Linked DNA regions of Sus scrofa: all the other regions are linked to region 3. Evidence: chromatin contacts called from public HiChIP or PLAC-seq data. All regions are on one chromosome and are shown on one strand. Each heading gives the region's core, a stretch centred on a gene start, on an enhancer-like site or on the middle of the called end of the contact. The rest is flanking DNA. Distances are from core to core; before and after follow the strand shown. Region 1 overlaps SSFA2 (sperm-specific antigen 2). Region 2 has its middle 35 kb from the start of PPP1R1C. Region 3 has its middle 49 kb from the start of NEUROD1.

Evidence for each region. HiChIP or PLAC-seq counts read pairs in DNA pulled down with a chosen protein or histone mark.
Region 1: a contact with region 3 is called in an H3K27ac HiChIP or PLAC-seq map of alveolar macrophages. The contact joins two enhancer-like sites. A contact is called at or near these places in 18 of 47 Hi-C or Micro-C datasets (alveolar macrophages, blood, brain and 11 more) and 1 of 2 datasets of contacts at active chromatin or transcription factors (alveolar macrophages).
Region 2: an H3K27ac HiChIP or PLAC-seq map of alveolar macrophages shows a contact between it and region 3. The contact joins two enhancer-like sites.

The regions. Positions count from the first base shown.
Region 1 is chr15:87,392,154-87,394,853 of Sscrofa11.1, reverse strand. All of the region lies in intron 10 of SSFA2 (sperm-specific antigen 2), which reads right to left. Among named protein-coding and RNA genes, the nearest start is that of SSFA2, 67 kb to the right of the region's middle. Within about 2 kb of position 1,378, at least 1 of the 83 cell types and tissues checked has an H3K27ac peak or open chromatin away from gene starts, as enhancers often do. A contact at or near this core is called in alveolar macrophages, where this site is marked.
Region 2 is chr15:87,429,026-87,431,725 of Sscrofa11.1, reverse strand. No RefSeq gene overlaps it. Among named protein-coding and RNA genes, the nearest start is that of PPP1R1C, 35 kb to the left of the region's middle. Within about 2 kb of position 1,380, at least 4 of the 83 cell types and tissues checked have an H3K27ac peak or open chromatin away from gene starts, as enhancers often do. A contact at or near this core is called in alveolar macrophages, where this site is marked.
Region 3 is chr15:87,227,927-87,230,626 of Sscrofa11.1, reverse strand. No RefSeq gene overlaps it. Among named protein-coding and RNA genes, the nearest start is that of NEUROD1, 49 kb to the right of the region's middle. Within about 2 kb of position 1,311, at least 10 of the 83 cell types and tissues checked have an H3K27ac peak or open chromatin away from gene starts, as enhancers often do. A contact at or near this core is called in alveolar macrophages, where this site is marked.

The DNA.
Region 1 (2,700 bases), core at 129-2,628, 160 kb before region 3:
ACAAAAGGACTCCCTAACCTCTCATTTTTAAATAGAATTATCACATATTTTATTCTTTAGATTTATAAAATTAGTCACAAGATAACATGACTTTAATAAATAAGTATCTTCATTATACTACCTTCAAGATGCTACTCTATGGCCAAAAAATAAAAATCTCCCTCTCTCCTGCCACTACAAACTCCAGAATTAAGTGAAAGAAGGCCCTTAAAAGGGAGTTGAGTGGATCATATTTTACTACAAAACTACTAAGGTTAGGGTCCTTCTTCCTACTTACTCAGCAAAATCATCAATCACTTGCTGAAGACAGAAACAGACTTGCCAGTGATAATGGTTGAATTTCATAGCTTATCATGTTCCATTATTGGTTAAAGTTGTGCAGAGAAAAGCAGTCAAATTCAAGATGAGGGGCACCACAGAAATTATAATGCAAACATAGAACTTAGATTTTCCTATTCCATGGTTTCAAATTCTCAGTGGGATGCTGGTCATTTGCTACAGGATTGGTCTTTTATTAACTATAGCTAAATATTGATAATCGAATTGAGTGATGAATAATGGGTTTTCATCATACTACTTAATCTTTTGGTAAGTTTGAAACTTTTCATAATAAAAATTACAAAAACAAAGCAAAACAAAACAAAAACACGAAAAACCCACTAAATCAAAATAATAAAATCACTTGGTCTCAATGTCTTTAAGAATTTAAAGCTTTAAGAAAACAACTTTAGAATAACCCACACATTTGAGTTACTACATTTTAAAAATGTTTTAATCAAAGATTTTACCTTTTTTCTTTCTCTTTTTCAACCTTACCCAAGGAATACGAAGTTCCAGGACTGGGATCAAATCAGAACCGCATCTGCAGCCTACACCACAGCTGTGGCAATGCCAGATCCTTAACCCACTGCAATGGGCTGGGGAATGAACCTCAGCCCAGGGCCAGAAATCAGCAATGCCAGAGATAAGCTGGATCACTAACCTACTGCACCACAGTGGGAACTTCAAGATTTTACCTTTTTTAGTCAATGTCTTGTTACCACAGCAGACACCTAATTTGGCTCTTTAAACATCTGTCACATTTATTCTAAAACACATCTTTGAGGCACAATACTATTGTACTGTGTTTTTTATACAGCAGCAATATGTAGAATGTTCTAACTCAAGTAACTCTCCTCTAAGGTTTAAAGAGAACCATATAGCAGAAAACCCAAACTGGAACTTCAGAAATTACTCTTCTGCCTCATTTTAAATGATACCTCATAACAATTCAAGGAAAGCATTAATTTTCCAAAAATAGGCACGGAGCTATGCATCAGATGACCTGAGTTCTTGTGCAATGTCTGACCCTATCAACCAGTCTGATCTTGACCAAGTTATATGTTGTAGTCAAAAGGAGCTGGTTTGTACAAAGACTCAAAGTCAAGTCTTACTCGTACCACTTAGTGGCTGAATGGCTTCAGACAATTATCTGAATTATTGGTGATAATTATCTCAGTTTTCTTAACTGAAAAATAAAGTTTGGAGCTCCTACCTCACATGTCCTTAGGATGACCAAGTGTGACCGTAAGCAATGTATTTTTTGGTAAAGTGGTGAAGATTTACAACAGATCTCCCTCTGCATCTCCAGAACTCCATACCCTGACAGCCCCTGGGTAAGGCACTGATACTAAAGGGCATTGCATCCCTCGGAAAGACGATGGAGAGCCACTGCTGCCAAGCAATTTGAAATACTGGAGGGAAATGCTTCCTTATCCATAAAAGGAAAAAGCTGGAAAGTGAATTCAAAAATCCTTCTATGCTAGCTTATAATTGTATAATTAGTTGAAAAATTTCATTTTTAAAAAACTTTCAAGTTGTATATACACACACACATATATATATGGTTTACTTTTACTGTCAGGTGAAAACCAAAAAAGTTAACATTCTCTTAGATAAATATCGAATAACAAAACTTAGTGGTTAATTGGGATTTAAAACAACAGACGTCAGTGTGTATGTCATGTTCAAGTTCCTATTCAACTACAGACATGTTATTTGCCTTCAAAATACATACAGTCAAATTTGAAAGGCCAAAGAAACAACTTAACTGTCAGGTGTCTGACTGATTTGTAATTACTTTAACCAAGGCTAGTAAATCTAATAAAAAGAATCCCAAAACTTAATGGCTAAAAATAAGTAATGAAGGACATTAGTTAGATCAACAATATGTATAAAGAAAGGATCAGAAACACCTTCTAAAATTTGAGCAGCTTAAAAAATTGTATATAATGCCAATAATATTTATATTTAAATGTAAACCTATTTATAGAGTAAAGAGACACAGGACAGGAGTTCCCATCGTGGCTCAGCAGTAACAAACCAACTAGTTAGTATCCATGAGGACATGGGCTGGATCCCTGGCTTAGCTCAGTGGGTTAAGAATCCGACATTGCTGTTAGCTGTGGTGTAGGCTGGCAGCTACAGCTCCAATTCCACCCCTAGCCTGGGAACCTCCATATGCCATGGGTGCGGCCCTAAAAGACAAAAAAGAGAGAGACAAAGGACAACTTGTTTATAGAAATACACAGATAAAGTTCTCTTTCCTCTAAAGTATGAGAAATTTTTCATTTATTAAAAGATGAGCAACTGCTCACGGTGCAGAATCATTCTGGTTTAACTATGAGTTGTTCATACTACTTATCTATGGTTCTAGAGAGA
Region 2 (2,700 bases), core at 131-2,630, 200 kb before region 3:
CACAAGTTTATATATTTTATTATTCCATTTATCTGAAATGTTCAGAAAAGGTAAATCTCTAGAGACAGAAAGTAGATTAGTAGTTGCCTAGGATGGTAGTGGGTTGGGGAGGAACAGAAAGTGACTGCTGAGGGGTACTGGATGTTTGGGGAAATAATGAAAATAAAATTAATTGTGATGATGGTTACATAACTCCTTGAAAGTATTAAAACCCATGGAATCATACACATTAAATAGGTGAATTGTATGTAAAATATATTTTAGTAAAGTTGGCATATACACACACATAAAGGTGTGTACTATGTAAAGTGGAGGCATAGGCAACAGTGATCTCTACTTGGTGGATCACAGAAGGCTTCTTGGAGGAAGAGATGCTTAAAGTGGATGGCACTGGTGAAAAAGGAAAGGACTTCCAAGCAGAGAGAACAAAACATGCAAATACAGGGAAGGGTGGAGCAGCATGGTTGAATATGGCTAGAGCCCAGCTGCACACTGAGGCTTTCAACAAATGAGACTTGGAGATATAAAAAGGGATGCATTTGGACTTCAAAACAATGGGGAGTCTTTGGAAGGCTTTGAACAATTGGGCAAAGGTGATGGAATCATATTTGTGTTCAGAATAATAATTCTAACAATGTAGAAGAATATGGACTACAGATGAACTACTATAACTCAAGTGAATATAACTCAGGCAAGAACTAAGAGGGTTTGAACAAAGATAGTAGTAGTGGAGGTGGTTAGATATGGAAGAGACGTTCAGGACTTATTGTAAAGAAGCAAGTTACCTAGCAAAAAAAAGCAATATTTGCTAAGCAAAACTAGAACTTAATGGGGCTTTTACTTTGCTAGTCAACAAAGGGGGGAAAAAATGGCTAATGTTTCAAATGACATAATCTTTGCATGCAATACGTCCTTGAAGGGAAAGAGATGACATATGCACAATGCATAAATGTATTTTTATATGCTTAGAGTCTTCTGTAAAGTTCAGCTCAAGTATATAAAATTTTTCACACATGCCTCCTCAAAGAGAAGCCAAATACACATTTTAATAACTACATACCCACCAAACCAGGGGCTAATTTTAGATATTGGCAAGTCCTTTTTAAGAGTTATTTTTGCAAATTAACATCTTCATTAATTAGCAGTCCCATAATTTTTGAGAAATAACTGTTAGGTTTTGTACCAGCAGCCATAAAAAGTGGACTGGGAAAGTGTACTTGCTGCATATGGGATGTTTTTCTAGCAATGTGCCAGAATATTTTGGAGAGCTCTAAATGTTCCTTGTTTGAAGATGAAACCAGGAAGTTGGCAGTGACTATCACTTCTCGAAAGTGCCTTTTCTTTTCCTTGCCTGTAATGAGATCTCAAGGTCATGAACTACTGATGTCTATACTTCCTGATTTTCAATCTCTATGACACACAAGTCATGGCTAGGCAAGTATTATGCTCTGAGCAATCCTCATCACCAAGAGCTCTAAATTCTTCTCTCCAGAGAAATATGCTGACTGTCTCATTGTAGTGGATTTTAAAAATTGTTGGAGTTATTTGCAGTTTCTACCAGTCGAATACTTAATTCAGCTTTAGATTGTACGACTTTCAGAATTACATCAGTTTGAAAACCACTTGACTTGTTACATACCAATTTAAACTCTAATATTATGAATAGTAGAACCTCTCAAAAGTAAATAAATATAAAATGATCTGGATATAGTATTTTATTTTAATATTTCAATGTTAATAATAAATTAGCATAATTTGTAACTTTTTCTCAACTTGTTAAAACCCATACCCTACCAGTTTGGAAGATTTTGAGAGGCTATGTTTTAAAAGGCTAGTATTTCAAAGGAATATTTCTCCAGACATAAAATTATAAAATTGAATAAAAACAACATGCCCGTGCATATGTGCATAAACATACCTACACGTGCAATACATATTCTGATAATTGCCTTTGCTTACCTGAGAATCTCTGTGCTCAGAGGATTTTTAAAAGCTCAACTCAGTGGTTCATCAATTCATTTTAAAAAAATAAGAAAGAGAAAAGAAATAGGATTGTACTAAGACAGTATTGTTGTCAAGGGCATTCTTCTAAAAAACAATAAATGGCAACAAATAGCCAAAACCAAGGATTCCAGTTTGAAACCCCAAATCCTATAAATAGATGATACAGGGTAAATAATCTCATCCTTAGCAAATATCTTAATTAATCATTTACTGTGGTGCCAATTAAGTGTATTATAAACAATAGAAAAGATAAAAGTCTGACAAATGTCCTTCATGTTGAGCTTTTCCTGAATGAAATAAAGCTTAAGCAGGACAAATCACATAATTGTGATTGTGGTTTATTTAACATAAAGTTGGAATGTCAGCAACTGTATTTTCACTCATACTGGACTTGGATAATACAGTATATCATCTTGATATTTTAATACAGTGCTGTGTATTTTTACTTTTTCTTCTGTTATTACTACCTCTTGCTAATAGCTAATATTTATTGAGCTCTTCCCATATGCTAGACAATATCCTAAATGTCCTTATGTTATTACGTACACCTTATTAATCTCCCCCAATACTCCAAAAAGGAAGGTGCTTTTGTTTTGTTTTGTTTTAGGACATCGAGACTAAAACAAGAAAGTGTCAGAGCTAAGCCTGGAGCTAATATCTTTCTGCCTCTAGACAGGGCCTCCTAATGCTTATGTA
Region 3 (2,700 bases), core at 62-2,561:
GTGCTAAGTTCTAGGGATAACAACATATCCTAGAAATTGTTCTCCCAGAAGGGAGAGTATCATTGATAGAAGGAACTCAAAACTGCGAGGCTGAAGGAGGTATGAATTGAAGAAGAATGAAAAATTAGATTCCTTTCTAAGAAATAATGTAAAGTCATTTCAGTATATAGACTAAAGTATCTGACTGCACCCTTATGAGCTATTCCTGGAAATGCTGTTTTCATTCTTAGGCTAAGCATCATAAACTGAAAACCAACCAAACAAAAATGACTAAGGCGATGATGAGTTTGAATGACTAATGGGAGAAATTTAAGGGAAGCTAAATATGAGCCATCTGACTCTATAGACTAAATGAGGTCTAAAAATAGAACACTGATGAGGGGGTTGGCATTGTTTTCCAGAGCCATAGAGATAACCATGGGAGTGAGCAGTAAGAGGAGTTAGGAAAACATACACAGTATCAGAAAAAAACTTCCTGTCAGAGAACACCATTAGCTTAATACCATCACTCCGGGGAAGATGTCAGACTTTCCACTTGTTGATCTGTTGGGAACCCACTGACTGAAACTCTGGGGTGTATATTTTGTATTGTTAGTTACCTAGGACAATGGACTGGTGACACCTCTTGGCCTCTGATCTACACTGTGCCAATGCTAAGGAGAGGAGTGAAAAATCACACAGAGAAGGGGTCAAGGGAAATCAAGCATGTTCTTACTGTAATGTGGACACAGATGATGGAATTTTTTAAAATAACATACTACCCAATTAACTGCCCCCCCCCATTCACATGTTCTTTCTCTCCCATTTGGGAGACAACTGAATTCTAGCCCTTAATGCCATTAACTAGACATAATACAGACATGTTGTTTAAAACAAGAAGAAAAAGAAGTCACACTTGCCATGTAAAACAATTCAAATTCCTGGTTCTCTTTCTCCTGTCCTGAAATAAGGAAATAATGCAGAAAAAGTCACCTGGCCTAAGTGAGTTAGTTCAAGAGCACTCCGTCTGTCGGATTTTCTCAGACTTGTCCTCAGCCTCAAGTTCTGTGACAGTGACTTCCACAGAATCAAAATGTCTCCTGATCTTGTCGGATAGGTAAAAACTCTCAATCAGCCCATACTTGCCTCTAATCTAACCATGGCAGAGAGGCATAGACATTAATTATCTTCTGTTGCATTTTTTAAAGGGCAGGAAACAAAAAAAGCTCTGTTGCTTCAACAACTGCCCTTTGGTTCTATGACTAGGCACCTTTGCTTGGCTTCCATTCTCAGCCTTGGGATTAGAGCCCAGTTGTGTTATTCTCATAACTTCTGCTTTGTGGTTTGGACCTTGGCTCTTTTTGTTGCTTATGTGACTTCCGACTTTAACCATCTGCCTTGTTCCTAGATTGACAACTGGCTCCACTTGTTTTTGGTTTCCTGATATGTTTTCCCCTCTCCTAGACTATGACCCTGATGTTTATTCATGGAACTTTTCCCTCATCTTTGTTTTGATTTGTGGGGTAATTAAAAAAAAAATCGTTTCATGCTTAATCTGATCAGCTCTGCTGGAAAAACATCTCTTTCTGGTTTTCAGACCTGTACCTCAGTATTTATCATGTGAAAACCCCATATTTATTTCTTCATTCTAAGTGTAAAGGAATCATTATGATAACAATAATATCTTTGTGGAAGTAACATAAAATAGTTTAAATTATCCTTTAAGCCATATGCTATTAGTTACTATTAGTCACTTTTATAAGTAAAGGGCTTTTTTTTTTCTTTTACTACTTATACTTTTTTTTTTTTCAAAGAATTGAGGTAGTGGGATTTTTTGGTTTACTGTGAGCGGTGGTTAGAAATATAGGTTCTAGAATAACCATGTAACTGATATATCCAATTGGTTTACTACAGCATTACCCAGCATAACTTATTATGTATACTCTATAATTTTCTTGCATAAGTAAATTATTGTTATTTCTTTTAAGTAAAGCTACATTCGCATTTTTCCTCCCTCCATAATTTAGAAATTTTGATCAACAGACAGGTAAATAAATGGTCTTTCTTGATGAGTTATAATTAAAGTAACAAACATTTACTTATGTCAGGAAATAGATTGCCTTAAAGTATACCTATGAATATGCCTCAAGAGGACTCATGTGACTTCAATAGCAGAAAGTACTTATAATAGAAAATTGCAATTCTAAACTCTGGTGAGGTACAACCTCTATGGCTCCCACATTTACTAAAACTATCCCACGGCCTATAGAAATTCTCTGGATTTTAGAAATATCAATTAATTCTACTCCTTTTCAGCTGCTTCCAAAGAGCAAGTTGACAAGAACAGCATTAGTTAACATGATTGCCTAATTTCTTCTTGGTAATCTGCCGTAATTGTCAGAGCATATGACTAGGGTACAGAAGCTGTAATGACTTGTCAATCCATGTATGCTCTCCCTACCCCCATAAATTTGTGACATAGGTTTCCAGACCATGTGGACTTTGGAATTCTACATAATCCAGCAATTTTGCACCCAGGGTATGAACCATAGATCAGAGGTCAGCCTAATCATTTGGAACTTCAGGGAACCAAAAAGAAAACTTCTCACCTCTAAATCATCATGCTATGCTGTTTTTAAAATTGGCAATAAGAAATCTTTAGAAATCTAAGAATTTGCTAATAACAGATCCTAAATCTGAATCTTAGAATTGAGACATTTT